Linked DNA regions of Mus musculus: regions 1 and 3 are each linked to region 2. A link is a contact called in public Hi-C and Micro-C data. All regions are on one chromosome and are shown on one strand. Each heading gives the region's core, a stretch centred on a gene start, on an enhancer-like site or on the middle of the called end of the contact. The rest is flanking DNA. Distances are from core to core; before and after follow the strand shown.

What was found. A called contact is a pair of places that touch in the nucleus more often than the background predicts.
Region 1: a contact with region 2 is called in a Hi-C map of the C2C12 cell line, with 4 times the contacts expected there. The contact joins two enhancer-like sites. A contact is called at or near these places in 12 of 39 promoter capture datasets (the 3T3-L1 cell line, the C10 cell line, the HPC-7 cell line and 8 more), 7 of 15 datasets of contacts at CTCF or cohesin (CD8 T cells, the NIH/3T3 cell line, embryonic stem cells and 3 more), 148 of 484 Hi-C or Micro-C datasets (the 3T3-L1 cell line, the 4T1 cell line, the 63-12 cell line and 80 more), 11 of 115 datasets of contacts at active chromatin or transcription factors (the 230-238 cell line, CD8 T cells, the NIH/3T3 cell line and 7 more) and 2 of 9 other capture datasets (adipose tissue and liver).
Region 3: a contact with region 2 is called in a Micro-C map of muscle stem cells, with 5 times the contacts expected there. The contact joins the promoter of Lclat1 here to the enhancer-like site in region 2. A contact is called at or near these places in 12 of 39 promoter capture datasets (the 3T3-L1 cell line, the C10 cell line, the HPC-7 cell line and 7 more), 5 of 15 datasets of contacts at CTCF or cohesin (CD8 T cells, the G1E-ER4 cell line, the NIH/3T3 cell line and 2 more), 77 of 484 Hi-C or Micro-C datasets (the AML12 cell line, B cells, the C10 cell line and 30 more), 11 of 115 datasets of contacts at active chromatin or transcription factors (the 230-238 cell line, the HPC-7 cell line, the SCID.adh cell line and 6 more) and 1 of 9 other capture datasets (liver).

Annotation. Positions count from the first base shown.
Region 1 is chr17:73,295,587-73,298,679 of GRCm38.p6, forward strand. No RefSeq gene overlaps it. Among named protein-coding and RNA genes, the nearest start is that of E330032C10Rik, 46 kb to the left of the region's middle. Within about 2 kb of position 1,460, at least 9 of the 459 cell types and tissues checked have an H3K27ac peak or open chromatin away from gene starts, as enhancers often do.
Region 2 is chr17:73,192,796-73,195,572 of GRCm38.p6, forward strand. All of the region lies in intron 4 of Lclat1 (lysocardiolipin acyltransferase 1), which reads left to right. It also overlaps the pseudogene Gm25406. Among named protein-coding and RNA genes, the nearest start is that of E330032C10Rik, 57 kb to the right of the region's middle. Within about 2 kb of position 1,481, at least 62 of the 459 cell types and tissues checked have an H3K27ac peak or open chromatin away from gene starts, as enhancers often do. A contact at or near this core is called in the C2C12 cell line, the C3H10T1/2 cell line, the HL-1 cell line and 7 more, where this site is marked.
Region 3 is chr17:73,106,369-73,109,319 of GRCm38.p6, forward strand. Lclat1 (lysocardiolipin acyltransferase 1) reads left to right here and starts at 1,617. Exons shown (of 6, transcript NM_001177967.1): 1 at 1,617-1,788.

The DNA.
Region 1 (3,093 bases), core at 210-2,709, 100 kb after region 2:
GTGGAGGAGATAAGGGACTAGCATCGGATCCCAGAGCAGAGGTAGATTGCCAGGACAGGAAGTCACGGCCTGAGCATAAATCTGTGGGAGAGAGTCGAGCTCCCTGCCACATGGGGCTTGAACCAATTGAATTTTATTCTGCAGGGCTAGTCGGAGCCCCATTAATCTGTGGGTTACAAAATAGACTCCAACTGCCCAGCTTGCAAAGCCATCTGACTAGCTCCTTGTCTCTCTTTGTCTTAAAATCCCAGACCAGCTGCAGAGGCTGGTGGGGATGCAGGTGGTCCAGGCTCAGTGGCTGCCTCTCTAGTCCTGTCCCCTCACATCTCCCAAGGCATTGTGCTCCAAGCCCAGTGGTAGCTGCACTTTGATTATCTCTTCTATTCAAGGACCATATTGCAACTGCTGGTTTGGTCTAACAGGACCCCTGTATATTCAAATCAGTGATGGGCATAGAACATCCAGAAACTGCCTAGAAATTGCCCATGCCACTGTGTCTTTCAGCTTTTCAGGAGCTTGGTCCTTCAAGGTTCCACACTTCCCAAGGTGGAAAGGTAAGAGGTTGGTGGCAGTCCTCAAGGGATGCAAACAGTTGTGGATGCTTCAGGTTAGACACAGAGTTTTTAGTGGTGTGTTGCTGTGAAGAGACACCATGTCCAAAGCAACTCTTATCTAGGAAACACTGAATTGGGACTTGCTTACAGTTTCAGAGGGTTTGTCCATTTTCATTGTGGCAAGAAGCATGGTGGCCTGCAGGCAGACATGGTGCTAGAAAAGTACCCGAGACTTCTAAAGCCAGATCCCAAGGCCGCAAGAAGAGACACTGGTCCTGGCTTGAAACCTCAAAGTCTACGTTCAGTAGCACACTTCCTCCAATAAGGCACATGTTTGTACACGTGGCTGGCTCAGAGATTGCCCAGGAATATTTAGGATGAAGGGATTAGAGGTTGAGTTTCAAATGCTGTGGCTAAAGGGTTCAGTAAAAGAGGATGGTCAGCAGAGGGTTGGAGGGAATTTCCCACAATCCACTTTGGCTTTTGGCAAAGATTGCTTTGAGAATGGAAGAGATTCTCTTGGGGATTCAGGGGTTCAGCTTTCCTATGGTTCCTGCACCAAGCATCTCACAGGTGAGTGTCTTGAATGATGGGACATTTCCAGGAGCCTGGTCTCTAAGCTGTTCCATTCTGTCCTTCTGTCTTATTCTCCTCATTGGTGAAGGAGGATACTACATTCACAGAGAAGACCAGCATGGTGGGGGAAAAGTAGCCTGGCAGGCATCCTTGAAGACTGGACTTGCTTGGTTTCTGGTTCTCCCGGTCAGCAGCTCCTTCCATCAGTGACCCTTTTCATTCTTCATAAAGCCAAAGCACTTGAACTTCTGTTTGTGAGAAGTGCTTCCTATACCCCCAGCACAGTAAGAACCCAGCCAGCGGCCTTGTGGTTACTGTTGCTCTGGCTCCATCAGCATCTGCATCCTGGGAAGCAACAGCCTGACAAGAGATGCTCTGTTTCCGTGGCCCATGCTGCCATCTGGAGGTCATGGAGAAGGAAATATAAATAACCGAAGATGAAGAAAATTAAAGATATTGATCACACTCCTAGGTGTAGCATAATTATCTAGGCACAGACCTGAAACTTGCCATGATTCACCCCACCTAATGATTAGATTCAGAACCTCACTAGATAAAGCCACATCACCTCTGTCACTTGGTCTTTATGACCCAGCCAGATGGAGAGTTACCTCCTCCTCTCCTGAGATTAAGCACGACAAAATCCAGGATTGTTCAATGCCTTCCTAGGACCACACGGCCAATAAAAGACAGAGCTAGAGCTACGCTTCGAACCAAAGTTCACCGCTTAGCTGTAGTGAGAAGTTTGGGTTGTTTTAAATGACAGTTATGTTGTGGGGATATGTTTTTGTTTTAATCTCAGGTGTGGGATGTGGGGCTGCTTCAGTTTGTCCACAGCAGTTAATTAGGATTGTCTCATGCTGTGTGTGTGTGTGTGTGTGTTAGCTGCAGAGAGTTTAATTATGGGGATTCTGGAGTGGGTATAACGGGAGGGCACTAACAGGGCCTGAGGCAGCTTCTGCCCCCTTTGCCCCTTGATGGTCCGGCTGCTGCTGCCTCCCCCTCCCCTGATGGTCCCGCTGCCCCTTCCCCCTGCTGGTCCCGCTGCCACCCCCTGGTCCGGCTGTTGCTCCCTTTCTGGCTCCCCCCCACCCCCCGCCCCGCGCTGGTCCCGCTGCTGCTGTGCCCCACCCCCCGCAGGTCCCGCTGCTCCTCACCCCCCCCCCACGCTGGTCCCGTTGCTCCCCCCCCCCCGCACCCCCGCCCCCCCCGCCCCCCACCCCAGCTGCTGCTCATTCCTCCTGTTGCATTTGCTGGATTGCTGGCTTCCTGGATATTCTGCCGATGAAGATTGGATTTGTCTCTAGGAACCTGATGCCCCTAATCAGCAGGAGGTAGTCTAAAGAGCTCTATGTCCCCTTTCCTTTCTAACCTTCGTTCTCTCCGTCCTAGTGTTGGGGGTTGGAAGGGATTAGGGTGGAATAGGGGTTCCAGGCATAAGAAGCCAATAACATAGCTAAACCAAAAAGCCAACACTTGTCCCTCTATGTTATGGCTCCCCTGAAGAATCTCTGGATCCCTCTACAACAGTGATTCCCAACCAGTGGGTCACTACCCCTGTGAGTGACCCTTTCACAGGGTTGGTCACCTAAGACCAGGGAAAACATGATATTTACATCATGCTTCATAGTAGCAAAATTACAATTGTGAATTGGCATCAAAAATAATGTTATGACTGGTGGTCACCACGACCTAACTGTATTAAAGGGTCTCAGCTCTAGGAAGGCTGAGAACCTCTGCTCTACAGGATCTGGGCTAAGGGCATCTCCCAGGAAAGACAGGTGAGGCCAGAGAGGAAGACATGAGCAAAACTAAGATTTGTTGTCCAGGAAGCATCCACGCCTGCCCTGGCTTCATGTTGACCTCTTTGCAGAGACTGGAGATGGATCAGCGGTGAACAGACACTGAGGGCAAGACCATAGCCCTGCAGTCCTCCATGCAATCCAAATGTGGTCCAAAAGAC
Region 2 (2,777 bases), core at 231-2,730:
TAGAAATATACGTGCACATACATACCAGCTCCTTTATAACCTTAAAACCAGCAAAGAGAACATGTGTTTTGTGCCCATTTTATTTCTTACTTACATTGTAATCTTTCATATCTTTGGACCTTTGAGCTGATTGTGCAGTTTATATTATGTATTCGGGTTTTTAAAGAAAGAAATATTTAAGGAGAGAGCATGGTGTGCTTTAAGGGAGTGGTTTTTGAAACAGCAGACCTTGCAAGTTCAGATTGGGCCAGTGGTAGTCCTGGGAAGAGCAGCAGTTGAAACCTAAAAGTGGACTACATCATCTTCTGTGTAGTGCAGTTAAGGATACCCTTGTTTCTAAGACAGTTGATTTACATGAAACCCAGTCACATTGTGCAGTAAGTAGTCTGCCCTACTACTCTACCAATTGGAATAGCAATCCTATCAAAAAGTACCTTTACCAGAATCTCTAGAATAAAAGTTTGTACCATCCTAGTTTCTTTTCTGATGTTGTGATAAACATCTTAACTGAAAGCAGGTTAGTGGAGAACTGGGTTTACATCGCCTTACACTCCCAGGTCACAGTCCATCTCTGTGTGGAAGGCAAGGCAGGAACTTGAAACAGCTGGTCACATCCAAAGTTAGCAGGGGAAATAAATTCACCCTTGCTTGCTTGCTTGCTTGCTTGCTTGCTTGCTCTTAGCTAGCTTTCTTCTCTTTTACATTTTTCATGATCCCAACTATAGGAAACGATGCCACCCAAAGTAGGTGACAGTCCCTGGGATATGCCCACTGATCAAGATTAAGACTCTTTAAAAGTGCTTCCAGGTTGTGACAGGTTGACAGTTAAAGCCTGGCGCATGCAGCCTTGTCAGGTTGACATAAAATTTGCCATAACACTTGTTTAGTTCTGTCTGATTTGGAAAGGAAAACTATTTTCAGATTTTAACAATGAAATTCCATAGAATTTGATACTCTTGAACATAAAATTTCTTTATTTAACAAATATTCCAGTGTTTTGAAATTTCATATACAAAATTAATTCCCTTCCATGAAGCTTGTTATATGAAGAAAGAGATAATCAGCTACTAAGAATCCATACAGTTGTCATAAGAGTTGGTATAGAAAAATAAAACACTTGCCCCTAGAGGTATTGTGGGCGTGGCTGCTGTGTCACATGTGTGTCAGGAGGTGGCAGAGAGGGGAGAGGCTGTGAGTGTTCTGACTTACAAACCTAACATTTCCTGGGAAAGGTGAATCTAAGACGACCATCAGTTTGGCATCAGGCTCCCAGGATATGGAACAAGCCAGAGACTAGAAGAATTCCACCTGAGACCACAGCCCTGGGCAGAAGCAAGCCTGGTCCAAGGTCCAAGGATTTAAATTGGCGGACCCCAACATCTATCCCATTAATAAACTGCTGGAGTGTGTGAAGAGGCCGGTCTTATAGATCCCAAACTACAGGATGTCCATGAGACAGGGCAACAACAGGATATCTGGGAGGAGTCTCAGTGAGGTTCCAATACTGATAGAGTAGCAGAAGCCAGAGGCCTCGTGGCAGACCGACTCATTGCAAGGAACATTTGCAAGAAGTGTGGACAAAAGGAAATACTGTGGGACATACTGTGACACACAGCTTCCACAAGAGTTTTATCTGGGGGTCGTATTGCAAGCATGGAAGGTGGGCACGAGGGAAGGGGGAGATGAATGGGATTGGGGTCCATGATGTGAAATTCATAAAGAGCCAATAAAAAGCTAAAAATTTTTTAAAGGGGAAAAGATAAGGCAGGATGGGAAGACAGTAAAAGAAGGAAGCAGGGTGCTAGCCTCTAAGGTGGTCAGGACCAGCCTCTCTGAAGTTTCGGGTAAGTAGGAACTGTGTGTATGAGGTAGAAGACTTCATCTGCAGCAGAAGGCGTGGGTAGCTGAGGAGCAGCTGCACAAGCTGAGGTTGCAACATGCCCAGTTGGCTTGAGAAGCTCAGAGTGGCCAGCGGTCCCATGGGTGTGGGTGGAAGGAGTGGGAGGCTGCAGGGAATGAGCTGACAGGAGGCTGTGGTTGGAAAATGGGATGCCAGTGCAGTTACTAATAATGATGGTCTGGGAAGGGGTGGGTGAAGTGAGGGGCGGAACATCACCACACTGATTTGTCCCATAGTGTGTCCCAAACCGTACATTTTAGCGTTGTGTATATTTGTCTCCACATCTACATCAGACTTGATTTTCACGTGAAAACCCTCAGAGTCACTGATCCTGACAACAAGCTGATGAGAGGTCGCATCTCTCCGATGTCTCTGGGCTCCTTGTCCCCTTTAAGGTCTGCAGCTAGTTGCAACAGAAATGCTGCCACTAGTCTGCTCGTGCCCAGGACATTCACAGCAGATGCAGAATAGCTTACTGATTTCCATGTCCAAGGTCTCTCCTTGTATTGTTGGGAGAGCTGTGGGCATTTGACTCAGTGCCTCTGATAGAAATGACACAGCCCCTTCTGTAAGATTATCTACTGGATATTGTGTTGTGGGATACATCTGTGGTTGCTGGAGGGCTAGAGAACTCACTGATCTTAAATTTACTCCTAGGAAAGTTGTGTTTATATAGATAAATTTTTTTGTACTAGTCTGTAAATTTCCAAACAGAGCTGAGAATTACATGTCCTAACATTTGCTGTCATCAGAAGATATTTCATGATCTCTACTAGTCAAGGCCAAATTTTTGAACACTTTATTTTCCAGTTGTATTTGCTGAGTAACGAGTTTGGTTCTTCTTGGAATTTGTAAAGTGACCTCATGGAATGGAAAA
Region 3 (2,951 bases), core at 367-2,866, 86 kb before region 2:
GGAGTCTCGGGTATCCATCTTTCTTCACTACTCTCCTTTAATCCATTAGAACAAAAGAGGAATCTCTAGTAGAGGGAAGGCTATGTATAGACTCTTTAAATCCTCAGAGAACTCACAGCGGTGCATTCTTGAGAGGTTCTGGGGGATCCCCATGTTAAGTTCAAAACAATGACAAGCCTTAAAATTCCTAAGATTTTCCCAGAACTCTTGAGTTTAGAGACAAAAGTGAGGTCCGTTCAACCTCTGAGGGATAACTGCATTTTTGTGCTGCTTTTTTTCCTTCGTTGTATTTTCTGTTTTCTAATACAATTGTGGCACATCTCAAACACTTAAGTATTGAATAAAGGTAAAGGAGAGGTAACGCTGGCTCTGAGCGCGAAGGCACCTTGCATTTGTTTTTTAAAATTTAGAGTCTTGCAGAGGCAGTCTCCTGGCTCTGTTATGGGGACTGCTGGGACTACAGGCATGTACTACCACACAAGGCTACCCTGAACTTAAAAATTCATTTCTCTCTGTTTCATGTTAAATAAACAGATTAAATGAATAAACATAAATGAAAAGCTGTTGAAAGGCTCTGTCGGCTATGTGTGGACATTTCATATTTTTAAAGATGTCTATTATCTGTTAAAAGTCAGCAAGAAGGTATTGTGCAGGGGAAACGCAAAGAGGTTAAATTAACCAGTCTCTAGCATCCAGGTGCTTAGTCTGGTAGGTTTGGAGCCAGATCCAACACTGTAGAAAGGCACAAAGACCTTTCCAAAAGAGTGTCCTACAAAACCAAACCAAACCAAACCAAACTTAAAAAAAAAAAAAAAAACCCAAAAAACCAACAAACAGAAAAAAAAAAAAAAACCAAAAAAACCAACAAACAGAAAAAAAAAAAAAACCCAAAAAACCAAACAACAACAACAACAACGACAAAAACCCGACAGCAACATAAAAACTGATTGGGCCATCCAGAAGAGGAAACGTTGAGACTTGAGCAAACACTGCGAATTAGCAACAGTTGCGCACCACAGAACCTGGAGTTGCTTTTTGACTTGGGGCAAGAAAATAACGCTTGTCATTTAGTGTCTCTGCGTTTTCCATCCTGCAACTTTAGGGGTTGAATGAAGGTGCGTTTAGTTTTACACCATCAGGAACCTGGCTCTAGAACTGACTGCGTGATCATTTGCTCTTTACATGAGGCAAGAAAGTAAGAGTTGTAAATGATTGCCTCCGATTTATTTTCCATGAGGTAACCTCAGGCGTTGAAGGTGTCTTGAGTTTTGTGCCAGCAGAAACTCAGGCTCTAGAATTGGCTGGATACTAAATTGCCCTTTGATTCCTGACGTAAACGTTAGGCTTGCAAATGAGTGCTCTAGCTTTGCCATCCCCCTACGCAACCACTAGATTCCCCGGAGACCACCGCTTGAGTTCTCATTTTTGGTTTCTTGCTCCTCTACCCCTACCAGCTTTGGCAGGCATCTGCGCCTGGCCACACTGATCTGGGGCGCGGTTCCTTTAAAGGAGCTTAGACGACGCCCGGGGTCTCTCCCCACTGCGGAGCAGGGGCGGAGCGCCCGGTTCAAGGGCTTCCCACGCAGCCGGAGACGCCTTGCGTCACTGCGCCAGGAGCCAATCAGGGTGGAGCCCGGAGGGACGCATTACTAAGGCGACGGGGCTCGACGCCTCCCCGCTTCGGGATGAATTAGCGGCGGGTTCTTCTCCCAGGTTGTGACCCCCGTGGAGTCGCTGTCTCGCCCCAGTGTCCCCGCGACGTCGCGCGTTTCCCCCGGTGTGTCCCAGGTGCGCGGCCCGCGGTGTCAGGTGTGGGCTTCGGCGCGGGAACATGGCGGCAGCCAAGGGATTTTTTTTTCCCGAGTGGGCGGATGGAGAGCTGCGGCTCGGCGGCTTTTCCCCGGAGCAGGCCTCCTCGGGTGGGCCCTGGGGGACGGACACTGGCGGGAATTGGGTGGAGGGCTTAGGGCGATCGGCTCTTGGGAGGGAGGCCGAAGCCTCCAGAGCTGATCAGGATGCGGGGGCGAGGAGCGTCGGGTGCCCCTTCTGTGCTCACCTTCCTGTCCACACCACACCTCGGTGAAACCCGGGAGCTGCCGGGTCCCCCTACACCGCCTACGGTGTGTCAGGGTCCAGATTCCAGGAGCACAAGGCTTTCCAGGGGTCGCCACGTGAACGGCCCACAAGAGAGTTTTTCAGGGTTCAAGCAGTTTGTTTCTTGCAGGTGACAGAGGTGTGCCCTAGGTCTAGGTGGCAGTGCCACAGAAAGAACGATAGGCCACATTGAAGGCTGACTTCGAGTCCAATTTTCCTTTTTATTGGCATTCGCTCTAGCTAAGGGCTGGCCTCTCATGGTCCTTGCCTCTGCCCTTGTATTGGTGCGATAACAGGCGTGCTTCACCACGCCCACCTGGCAGGTTTGGTCTCTCAGGTTGTATCTTTTTTGTTGTTCTTTTTTTGTTTGTTTTTGTTTTTGTTTTTTTTTTCGAGACAGTGTTTCTCTGTATAGTCCTGGCTGTCACTTTGTATCACTATGTAGACCAGGCTGGCCTCAAACTCAGAAATCTGCCTCTGCCTCCGAAATGCTGTGATTAAAGGCGTGCTCCACCACGCCCGGCTTCTCAAGTTGTATCTTAACATCTAAGATTATGTTTGACCAGAAGCAATAAAGACAAGGCATAAGGTGTTTCTTTGTGGTTGTGGAGCTGTTTTGTTTCCTGGTTCTTGCCTGAAGGCTTAGTCGCCTCTGATTGGATGTAGACAGAGCTGAGTTTTACATTCAGTTAAGTCCAAGGAAAGTATTGAAAAAGAAATTGGTGAAGGCCTTACCAAGATAAAATGCTTCCCATTCATACCCATCACGTGTTTCGGGAAAGAAACCCCCTGTCACAAAAAGTTTAAAGAGTTGGATGGGCTACTTTTTAAAATACTATTTTGATGAAAGACTTTGC